2 separate regions of the Gossypium hirsutum genome follow, and region 2 is linked to region 1. The links are chromatin contacts, called in public Hi-C maps. All regions are on one chromosome and are shown on one strand. The core of a region is the stretch at or near the end of the contact, and the rest is flanking DNA. Distances in the headings are between cores, read along the strand shown.

Region 1 (6,066 bases), core at 2,896-5,395:
GATAATTCTCCCTTCCATACTTGGATGTCTTCGTGCTCTATCTCAGCTAACGGCATCTATAAAATTTTCTGAGCTGTTTCACCCTGAAAGGTATTATTAATCAGATCCTCCCTCCATTTCCTATTTGAATTATCAATGAGATCCGAAACTAATTGTATTTCCCCATTGTGTGATCTGCTTTGTCCTTCTACTCTGTCGATTCCCTGAATCCAACTATCCTCCCAAATAGATATATTGTCTCCCCTGCCCACTCTCCAGCACAATCCCTTTTGGAGTAGACCTTTTGCTGCCCAAATGCTCCACCAGGTGAGTGAAGGTAAATTCCCCAACTCTGCCTTAAGAAAACAAGAACGTGGATAATATTTAGCTTTTATAACTCTGGCTAATAAAGAATTTGGATTATTAATAAGTCGTCATCCTTGTTTTGCCACTAACGAAACATTAAATTGAGCAAGATTTCTAAAACCTAATCCACCGTTTTCTTTTAAGGAACAAAGATTTTTCCAAGTGCACCAATGGATTCCCCTTTTCCCATGTCTTTTCTGCCACCAGAACTTAGCTATGATACCCTCCATATCGTCACATAGTGCTTTAGGTAATAAAAAACATGTCATTGTATAAGTCGGAATAGCCTGAAGAACAGCCTTTATGAATACTTCTTTCCCTCCCTGCGATAATAACCTAATGCTCCAGTTATCAATACATTTTTTGAGTTTGTCTTTCAAATTCTGAAAAATTCTTTTTTCTTTCGACCCACCATTATAGGCAATCCTAAATAACATTCTGGTTCATTAGAGCTTCGTACCCCCAAAAGATTGACAACTTGTCTCTTATCCTCCTCCATCGTATTCTTACTAAAAAAAACAATTGATTTTTCAAAATTTACACACTGTCCTGAACATGACTTGTATTCGCATAGAATGTCCTTGAAAAGGTTGGCTCCCCTACTTGTTGCTTCTCTAAACAAAATGCAATCATCAACAAAAAATAAATGGGATATCTGCAGACCATTTCTGCTGATCCTTACTCCTTTTAGAAAACCCTTGGTTGTTGCTAGTCTTAGCAGGCTAGATAGCCCTTCTCCATATAAGAGGAAAAAAATAGGCTAAGTGGATCCCCTTGCCTAAGACCTCTAGCTGGGCAGAATTTTTCTCTAATATGTCCATTGATAATTACTGAATAAGAAATTGAAGTAACACAATGCATAATAGTATTTACCCAACTTTGATCAAACCTTATCTGTAGCATTATCCTGTTTAAGAAGTCCCACTCCACTCTGTCAAATCCTTTACTCATATCAAGTTTAACAGCCATGTACCTTTTTTTCCCCAATCTCTTCTGTTTCAACTTGTGCAATATTTCATAGGCTAATAGCACATTATCTGAAATCAGCCGACCTGGCACAAAGGCACTTTGCGTCTCATCAATACATTTTCCAATAACTTCACTCAATCTATTTGCAATAGCCTTTGCAATGATTTTATAGAGAATATTACATAGGCTAATTGGCCTGAATTGTGACATATTAGATGGATGAGGAATTTTTGGGATAAGTACTATATTTGTAGAATTAATTGAACTTACCTCCCTACCGCCGTTTAATATCTGTAAGCAAAAAGTGGTAACATCATCTTCGATTGTTTGCCAACACTTTTGATAAAAGAGGGCTGGGAAGCCATCTTTTCCTGGTGCCTTTGTTGGTCCCGTGGCAAAAATTGCTTCCATAATTTCCTCTTTGGTATATACTGTTGCCAACTTTCGATTGTCTTCCTCATGAATACACCGTTCAATCCCTTTTAATATGCGATCATACTCCCCCTTCCTTCTGTTGAAAATAGCTTCTTGAAGTAAGACCGTGTTATACCTTCCATGTCTTGCAAGTCCCCCATCTCTCTTCCATATTCGTTTTTTAGCTTACGAATGAGGTTCTTGCTCCTTTTCTGTGACGCTCTATCATGAAAAAAAGATGTGTTCCTATCCCCATATCTTATCCAATCGATTCAGGCCCTTTGTTCCCAGTAGCATTCTTTTTTTTCAAGCTCAATTTAAATTGATTTTCGTATCAATCAATTCTTCCAAAGTCTTATCGTCTCTTTCTTCCTCAGCCAGCTCCTTTAGTTTCCTTATGAGAACCTGTTTTGTCTTCTTTCTTTCATTTTGGATTTGCTCAACCCACCTTTGTAATCCTTTTTTCAAAAAAATTCAGTTTCTGTACTAGCTCTCCTAATGCGTTCTCCTACAAACTCTTAAATTCATTGTCAAAAGACTCTTCCAAGGACCACCAAGCTTCAAATTTAAAATTGTAGCTCCTTCTTTCTTCATGCCTCCTTGTGTTAATAAGAAGTGGACAATGATCTGAAAATGAGTGCGTTAAATGCTGAACTCTTACCTCTTAAAACATATTAATCCATTCCTTGTTTGCAATTCCTCTATCTAATCTTTCTTGTATGTTGGTCTCCAGTAAGTTTCCTCTTTCCCAAGTAAACCAGCTGCCTTCATAGCCCACATCGTACAATTGACATTCCTCGAGTATTCTTCGAAACAATTCCATTCTCCTCTTATCTCTAAGCAGTTCTCATTTCTTTTCGGATCCATACATAATTTCATTGAAATCACCAACAACAAACCATGGGAAATCCTTATTAGTAGTCAGGCTTTTTAGAACAGCCCATGATTCATTCCGATCCTGTATATATGGGGATCCATAGAAACCTATAAATCTCCACTTGCATTCTTTTTCATTATCATCAGCGAATACATCAATGTGTCTTTTAGAGAAACTGCTCAGCGTTATATCAACCTCATTCCTCCATGCTAAACACAATCCTCCTCTCATACCTTCTGGATCAACTTCAATACCGTTCGTATAACCACATCTTCTACAAACTCATTCCATCTGCTGTCTTCCTAGTTTTGTCTCCACAAAAAAGACCATTTGGGGATTATGTAACTTCAGCATCTGTCGAAGTCTTTTAACCGTCCGTAGACCCAAACCACGGACGTTCCAGCTTATTATTTTCATTGTGTCCGGTCGGCTTGCCTCTTGGCAGCCGCCGATGATAAAAAGGTTGAATTCCACCATTTTCCTATTTCTTGTACTTGTATTATCCCTTTTTGCATTGCTGAAAAGATCTTCCATCTCCCCCTATTTTGATTTTTCCCCTTCTCCCCTACTAAGGTCTCATCTTCTAAATCATGTTCCATTGCCATATTTATCTTACTCGAACCAAATTTACTCTCTCGCCATTCTACAGACGGCAGCCCTCCTTCAATACTAAACCCCAGAATTGGGTCAATAATCTTTCCCCCTCGTTCTTTTGAACTTCCATCCCTATGTCTTGATTCTTCAGATCAATTCTCCCCCCATCTTCCCTTCCCTTTTCTTTCTTCCTCTTTTCGTAGCCATATACTATTCATTGAAAGGGCTCTTCGAGATTGCGCTCGCAATGATAAATCCCAGCCTAATTCTTCTGTATCTGCCCCTGTCATCATTTTTATCTCACAGAATGAATCATTATGCCCCAATCTTCCACAGTAGAAACAAAAAAGCAATAACCGTTCATACTTAAACTTGACATATGACCTAACCCCAATGCATAAAACCTGTTTCTTCTTTTTCAGAGGCTTCCTAACATCAATCTGTACTCTTACCCTCATATAATTACGATTTTCCTTTCCTAGATTTGAAGTATCATATTCCAGGAAAACACCTAAAAAATTACCCAGTTGGATTGCTAACTTTTTAGAGAATAATCCAATTGGGACATCATGGATTTGAACCCAGAAAGGAGTAAATATTAGCGGCACTTTTAATGGATCTTCGCCTCTCCCCAACTTATTCAATAATAGTAGATGGTTATTAAAAGTCCATGGTAGACCTTTTAGAACCCTTTCCATATCCATATTATGATAAAATTGGAACAAATACCTTTTTTCACCCAGATCTCTAATTTGGACCCCATAAATAGGGTGCCACAAATTTGCCATAGTGGTTTTCATGGCTGGAAAATGAATAACACTTGCTGTTAAGAAACATCCCACAAGCTGGAACTCCCCCACTTCACTTTGATAACTCGGATCTGCTTGAATCTGCAATATTTCTTCTTCCTCCTCATTAATCGATAATTGTGCTAATTCATTCTCCATGGCTGCAGGTTTATTGCCAGAATAACACAAACACCCCTTTTTCAGATTTCAGGAAAAAAGATTAGAAGTGAAGAAGGCAATTAGTAAAACATAAAATAAACGAATTAAAGAAAAACAAAAACGTGCCAGCGGCGGCAGACCTAAGCGTGCTAGGGCAGCAGACTCAGATTGTTAACTTTTTAAGATCAAATTAAGTTGAGTCTTGTTTTTTCTTTTAAATTTTAATAAAGTTAGTTTTATTCCTAATGAAATAAAAATAATAAATTTTAGTTAAAATATTTTTTTCCGTAAACTATTAAGATTTTATATAAAAATATTTTAATTATGTTTTATTAAATGAAAATCAAATTACATTAGTAAATTTTAGGTTTAAAAGTGTAAAAAGCTCTCAAAATTTAAAAAAAAAAAAAGCAATTAAGCTCTTTTTTTTTGCATTCAATTAGGTACTTGAACTTTTAAAATGCATAAAAAAGGCCCTCGGACTTTTTCAAAAAAAAGTAATTAAGCTCCTGCTTTTTTTCACTCAATTAGGTACTTGAACTGTCAAAATGCATCAAAAAAACTCTCAAACTTTAAAAAAAAAAGCAATTAAGCACCTGCTTGTTTTTTTGCACTCAATTGGGTACTTAAACTGCTAAAATGTATTAAAAAAGGCTAGGGGCAGATCTAGGGAGTTGGCAGTTCAAGCACCCAATTGAGTGCAAAAAAAAAGGACTTAATTATTTTTTTATTAAAAGTTTAAGGGTGTTATTTTATTCATTTTGGCAGTTCAAGTATCCAATTGAGTAAAGAAAATGTAAGGGCTTAATTACTTTTTTGAAAAAGTCTGAGGGTTTTTTTTATGCATTTTGAAAGTTTAAGTACCCAATTGAGCGCAAGAAAAAAGGGACCTAATTGTTTTTTTTTTTAAGTTTAAGAACTTTTTACATCCTTAAGTCTAAATGTTATTAAAGATATCATTTAAATTTCGCTAATTAATATTATACTAATATATTATAATTTTTTTAAATATGAAACTTAAAAAATTCAAATATGAGTTGAATCTAAATTTGGTGTAATTACTTTTTTTTTGTATTTACCCTCTTTCCCTACATTTATTGCAACCTCCGGTTCTTTTACTATGTTAGGAATTGCAGATCTGCGGTGTTGTGTGGATGATATATGTAAAAGCCATTTGGATATTGGGATAATCGAGATTTGAGTAAAAAGAGAAGGCCCATCCCATAGTTTAATACTATGAAAAATGCTCAAAAACCCAAGCGAAGCACATAGAAGAAGCCCAAAATCAAAGATGGCATAATGGGGGTGATGTAGTAGGGTCGGAAACCAACTTTCCAGCCTTGAAGCACTGGCCTTAGCTCCACAGTACTTCCACTACATATAAAATCAAATACCTTTGTGAAATTCTTTACCTAACTTTCAAGTTCTGTTGCTGTTGGAAGAAAAAGACAATGCTTTACACTATAATTTGCCCTAGGATAAGCTCTTGTTGGCAAAACATAATGATTGCGATGCGACTCTTTTTTTTAACTTATATTATGGCCCCATTTTCAAGCATCAACTGTCATTGGCTTCCTATCCAAAATACAAAAACCCCTTTGCCATTGGCTACATCAGCCTGACTCAATGCACGCGTATTCTAGGGGTGGGTTACTACCTGTCAATTATTGTAGAGGATGCCTAGGAAATAGATTGGTTTATGTTAGTTTGAATTACTGATCAATAATTAGTACTAGAAAAATAAAATTTTATGAATATACCAATTGGTTATGTAATTTAAATCTTTTTATGTCTGCATATTTTATTCATATTAATTTAATAATACAGGATGTTATTTAATTTCCAACTCAATCATGCTTCACTTTTATGTAATTATTTAAATTCACTCTCTAGCTAAGCCTTTTTTTCCTTTACAAATAC
Region 2 (6,026 bases), core at 490-2,989, 170 kb after region 1:
GATCAATACTTTGTAATCTTTTTTATCAAGATTCCCCCAATGGGTTTCATATTTCAATGCGGGCCATGGCCAGGACAGCTAATGATTTGGAATAAAAATTTGAGGAATTCCTTGTTATCTTTCAAGTCATAAGCTTGATTTAATTAAAAACTAAAGGAAATTTTAGTTTAATCTATCTGTTCATGATTTTGATAATCTCTTAGAAAAAAAAACAATTGAATTTCGTTTTTGTCGTAAATGGCTAAAGAAAAGGGTGCAAACAGCAAGGATTAGGAAGGTTTAAATCTGGATTAATTCACTAAATTAAAATCTCTACATATAAAATGGTCCAGACTATTGATATTTTACTCTTCCTATGAATTAAAATATTGAGTTTCTGGGAATTATTCCGTCTGTCATGCACTCATGCTGTAAACTTCTAATCATTAAAGATAAATATAAAATTAACCTCCAAACCCAATCATTTTTTGTACTTAAATTTTTATGTTCATATTGATATTTTAAATAAGTTTTCTTCCAGAAATTAACTTCATATAGTTTAATACCCTAATCAAATTTATGTATATTTAAATCTAACGTGGTGATATTTGAAGAAGCCTTTGTATATTTTGTGTGGAAGACGTAGGGGTAGGTTTAATGAAAGGAATGCCACAGAAACCAAGTTTAAGGCTGCATTAATTAGAAAAACTATGATAAACAAGTAGCATTTGTGAAAAAGTTGTCCTATGATTTATCTGCTAAATGCTTTGAATCTTGAAAAGTCCAACCTTACGGCTGGATTTTGATTCATGATTAGTTTGATATTGACAGTTTCTTTGGTCCCAGAAGTTTTTGTAGTGTGTGTACCTTCTGCATTCAAATGTAGCACCACTATTAGGCCACATACATATATGTGAAGTATGAAGTGAGAAACTAGGACAACATGGCAATATATAGCAAAATCTGTCAAAAACAGTAGTGATTGGAGAAAGGGTGATGCAGTAAGGTCAGAAACATGTACAAAAGTGGTGGGGGTGGCCTGGAAATAGTGATTTTTTTAATTTTATTTACCAATGTCAGTAAAAAGAGTTGAATTGTAGTTATGAATTTGTAACAAAATTTGGGTGTTGCCTTTTCTTTTGGTCTAATATAGTTGCAGTTTGTGTTACTGGGAATGTGTTCGCAGGTAAAATACAAACGTATGTATAAAATATAGATGAAAGACAGCATGCTTTTTTTCATCTGTTTCTGAATTGGGTCATTTCCGTGTCAAAGAAAACCATTAATGAGAGAGGATGAAAAAGGGAAACAAATGAGAACTAGTCTCAAATATCACAATCCGGAAAGAAGGTATTTGTGGAGTAAGTTTATAACACTTAGTGGGATTCATCAGTTTCAGGAAAGCCATTGTTAAATCTCAGAAAATGAACAAAATAATTTCTTTCTTTCCACGTAATGATGAAGCCTTTTCAATGCCATTATGATTCCAAAAGAAAAGAAAGCTAGTACGGTAAAAGAAAGCAGCTGATACCAGTATCAACTATCAACAATGTTTTTACTTTTGGGGGCCGGGGTTAAAACAGAATTTACTGTGATCAGTCTCCATTGACTTAAACTTTTACCATGTGGACTAGGGTTGAAGTTAAAAGCATGGGGTTATAAGTTCATGATTATAATCAGAACTTTCTGTTTTCATCTCAATATAATACAAGGAAAAATGCCCCCACCATCCCTTCACAAGACATTAATTCTCAGAGACATATGCAACCTTAAGTCTACTAACTTATGGTTGTTTTAGTTGAGATGAAATTCCAAGTTAAAGCTGCTTTTTTTAATAATAAAAAAAAAGGAAATTGAGTTACCTAGCCCTGGATCAACCAAGGTGGGGTTGTGAGAAAGTATAATACCATATTGAATACGACTTTTCCTTGGGGAGAGCTTTCTCTTTATATTAAATTCAACTCCTTTCACAGCTGCTACTTCATTTTCGATCCCTTCTTTTATATCAAAATCCTCTCTTTGTCTGTTACATTTTCTTTTTTATTACCAAAGCATTCCAAAAACAAATGTTCATAGCTACCATTTTCACCTAGGATTCACCAAAGTTTTCTGTTTTGGGAAAGGTCTTTTGCTCTCCCTCCTTTACAATTAGTGTATGGTCTCAAAATGGGGAGGCACTCCTGCTGTTACAAGCAGAAGCTAAGGAAAGGTCTTTGGTCCCCTGAAGAAGATGAGAAGCTGTTGAGGCATATTACAAAGTACGGCCATGGTTGCTGGAGCTCTGTCCCTAAACAAGCTGGTAAATTCAACTTCTTTTTCTTTTTTCATGTTTGTGTTCTTCCTTAAATCATACATTCATGAATTGGCGCTTCCATGGCAGGCCTGCAGAGGTGTGGAAAGAGCTGCAGATTAAGGTGGATTAATTACTTAAGGCCTGATTTAAAGAGAGGCACATTCTCACAAGAAGAAGAGAATCTCATAATCGAACTTCATGCAGTTTTGGGGAACCGGTATTTTCTTTCTCTCATTTGAATTAAATTTCTGTTGATTTTTTTTACAGAAATCAGTAAAACATTCTTTGCTTTATATGTTGGTTGGAATTGGATCCTCAGGTGGTCCCAGATAGCTGCGCAATTGCCAGGAAGAACCGACAATGAAATTAAAAACCTATGGAACTCTTGCTTGAAGAAGAAGCTTAGGCAGAGAGGCATTGACCCTGTCACTCACAAGCCACTCTCTGAGGTTGAAAATGGAGAAGACAACAACAAGAGTCAACACACAAACAGCCTGGACATGGTTTCCGGGCCATCTAGTGAATTGAAGCTCAACACCGACAACCTTAAACCTGGAACAGCTTTATATGAACAAAGACCAACATCATCAATTACTGCACCAGCACCAGGTTATCAGTTGGAAATGGAAGGCTGTTCCAGCTCCAACAATCTGATGACATCTACAACCCGCAAAGACTTGTTCCTCGATAGATTCGCAAGCACAGCCACCACTACCAACGGCCAGCCTTGTGATTTCATGCCTCATTTTCCGGTTCAGCAATTGAGCTACGCATCAACCAACCCAAGGCTCTCACCCTGGTTCTCCCAGTCTGAGTTTTCTTCAAGTTCCATGTCTACACTTCTCCCACCATTGGCAACCTCACCATTCCTTTCCTCTCCTATAGGATTCAACCCTTCTGTCACACTTCCCTCTCACACTCCTTCAATGCCTTCCTTTACTGTTAACAACAGTTACGCTTGGGGAATGGCAGATTGCAGCACATCAGAGAAAGAAGAAGCTCCAATCCATCTAATGGAAACCCAACCCGACGAAATGAAATGGCCGGAATATCTCAATAACCCATTATTAATGGCGGCTGCTTTGCAAAATCAAGCACCACAATCCAGCTTATACAATATCGAGATAAAATCGGAAACACATTGCTTAACGAATACTAAGAGTTTATCAAACAGTATGTGGCCTCAAAATCAACAGCCGCAGCAGCAACAAGAAGGTTTACAAAATTCCGATATGTGTGCTAAGGATATCCAGAGACTTACGACAGCTTATGGACATATTTAGCTCTGCCTTTTTTTATATCAGGTGTGTACCATAGTTTTTCTTTTTCCTTCATATCTAGTGTATATAAGTATGATACACAAAATTCATCACCTCTGGTTTTGGACTATTTGTGAGCAAAAAAAAAAAAAAATCATATTGTAAGCTTTTTCGTCCATTCTTTTGTGTGGGTGTGAGGTAGAACTGCAGAATAAGGCTTGTTTTAGTGTCTTTTTACTCTTCATTGCCTGGTTGCATATGGCCATATTTGTGTATTAGAATGTTGCAATTCTATATGTGAACGATTGTTTATAAAAGAACAAAAGTACATTTCTTATTCATCCATCCGTAAGTATCACTTTCAGCTTTGTATACTACTTAGTGCCATGCATCTGGTTTGTTTAGATAATAATTGAAAATTACATGAAACTTCTATCATCATCACCTTTGTTTTTCAGTTCCCAACACACTCCAAATTGGTTGCCTATCACTGTCGAGAGGACACAAAGAAATCGTAATCGCTTTTACAACAGCTTTATCAACTTTATATATGTATATATATATATATTTCTTTCCTGTTGGCTTCCCCTTTAAATTTAGGTGAGTTGAGAGCTGCTGCCTTTTGGCTTAAACAATCTTAACACCTTCAAATCACATTTTCATTTGCTTGACTTTCAAGTGTTATTAAAACCCTTCCCCACACCACTTCACTTCTCATTTTGGTTTGCCCCACGACGGTGATATAAATGTATAGGTAAGAAAATAAAAATTGGGGAGTTCATCAATTTCAAAGTAGTACATAGGAAAGTGACTGTGAATCTAATAAGGGCCATGTAAGTGGTGGTGCTATCTTGTAGCTCCTTTGGGACATTAAACATTATCTTAAGGAACACTTCATATAGCAAGAACAAATAAAGAAAATAAAAATGTTCCAACCTTTGATATTTGACTGTGGAAACATTTTACCCTTTGTTAGTGGCTTTGGAGAGCAGACCAATTATGGTCCTAATTTATGTTTGGGAAGTAAGGCTAAATGGGTTCTAAATCCAATGTGTTTTGGATAAGGCGTGATCAATGAAAGCGGGAATATTATATGTATAAAAGTCAGTTTTGAGCTTAGCTAGCTAAACAAAATGTACTACCATTAAACAATTTCATTACTACAATTTTCCTATAATTACATGAGTGGACCAATCTATCTTAGAGGACCCACTGCAATAATTCTAGTTTGGTCATCATAGAAGGGCCAGCCCTATCGATAACAATTATCTAAAAAAATTCAATTCGATTTTAATTTGATTAAAAGATAATATTTTCTTAATCTAAACCAAGCGCAACTCAAAATTAATTTCAATCTAAAATAATCTAAATTTGAACTAATCAAAATTTAAATAAAAAACCATCCAATTTAAAATAACCCACATATTAATTCAATCTAAATTGATCCGACCTTAAAATCATTTTTTTCTCTTTTCAAAAGTGGCTTAATTCATTTCGTTCTTAAATTATATTTATTTTTCTATTTTTTATTTTTAAATTTTTTTATTCTTTTATACTTAAACTATCAATTTATCTTAGATTACTCTAAAAAGCTCAACGCTAACCGATAAAAACATTACAAATGATAAATAACATTATTCGTTATAATACTTTTTGGACTTAAGAGAACAAAATAATAATTTAAGTATTAAATTAGATAAAAATATACAAATAAAACTAAAAGGAGTAAAATTTAGAAACAAAACCTAAATCTCCAACGTAATGATATTAATTGTATGAAGTCCAAAATAAAAGGTTTGTAAGTTTAATTTCACCATATTCACCAACATAGAAGTAAAAAAAAGTATGATGGGAGTTAGTTAGAGGAAAATACTCATATGATTGTGAGGCAGTAATCATCCTCCTCCAAGCTACTTCGAGGAACATGATTTTAAGCAGTTGGTGATCTTAGTTAAAAAGATGAATGAAAGGTAGGTATGTGTAATCTTAAACCCCAAGCAAATGAACACGTCAAATCAAATTTCATTCATCTATATTAGAAATGATAGGGCCTCAGCACAACTCATAATTGCTGATCATTTTTCTTTTCTTTCTTCGTTTTACCTAATTCTGGGAATTGCAAAAATCAGAGACTTTGCTGAATTAACTGAATCCAACTTAATTTGCTTTAACCCAATAATGAAAGCAATTATTTTGCTCCTTGACTTTTCAACTAAACTAAGCTAATATTAATATTCAATTATACATTAATCTGACTAAACTCAACCCCGCCAGGAACAATCCATGGGTACAGAAGCTACCGGGCCTTGCCTAACCAAAGTAAGGTTGTTGTAATGGGCCTCACCTAAGCCCTTCAACTTGGCTTTGTCAAACTTCTTATGTCATTCCAAGCATGTAGAAAATAAATTGGAGTATTAAATGATTAGATTATGATGCAGTTTAAAAATATATTTTTTATTATTCTTAAGTTTAACTTTCATCATATATAAGATTTT

The links. A called contact is a pair of places that touch in the nucleus more often than the background predicts.
Region 2: a Hi-C map of leaf shows a contact between it and region 1, with 2.1 times the contacts expected there. The contact joins the promoter of LOC107907024 here to the promoter of LOC121220348 in region 1. A contact is called at or near these places in 4 of 34 Hi-C or Micro-C datasets (all in leaf).

The regions. Positions count from the first base shown.
Region 1 is chrD08:47,643,302-47,649,367 of Gossypium_hirsutum_v2.1, forward strand. LOC121220348 reads right to left here and starts at 4,146. Exons shown (of 1, transcript XM_041100038.1): 1 at 3,352-4,146. The coding sequence starts at 4,146. The coding sequence ends at 3,352.
Region 2 is chrD08:47,819,255-47,825,280 of Gossypium_hirsutum_v2.1, forward strand. It overlaps LOC107907024 (transcription factor MYB61), which reads left to right and starts at 1,740. Exons shown (of 3, transcript XM_016834218.2): 1 at 1,740-2,278; 2 at 2,360-2,489; 3 at 2,592-3,870. The coding sequence starts at 2,146. The coding sequence ends at 3,555.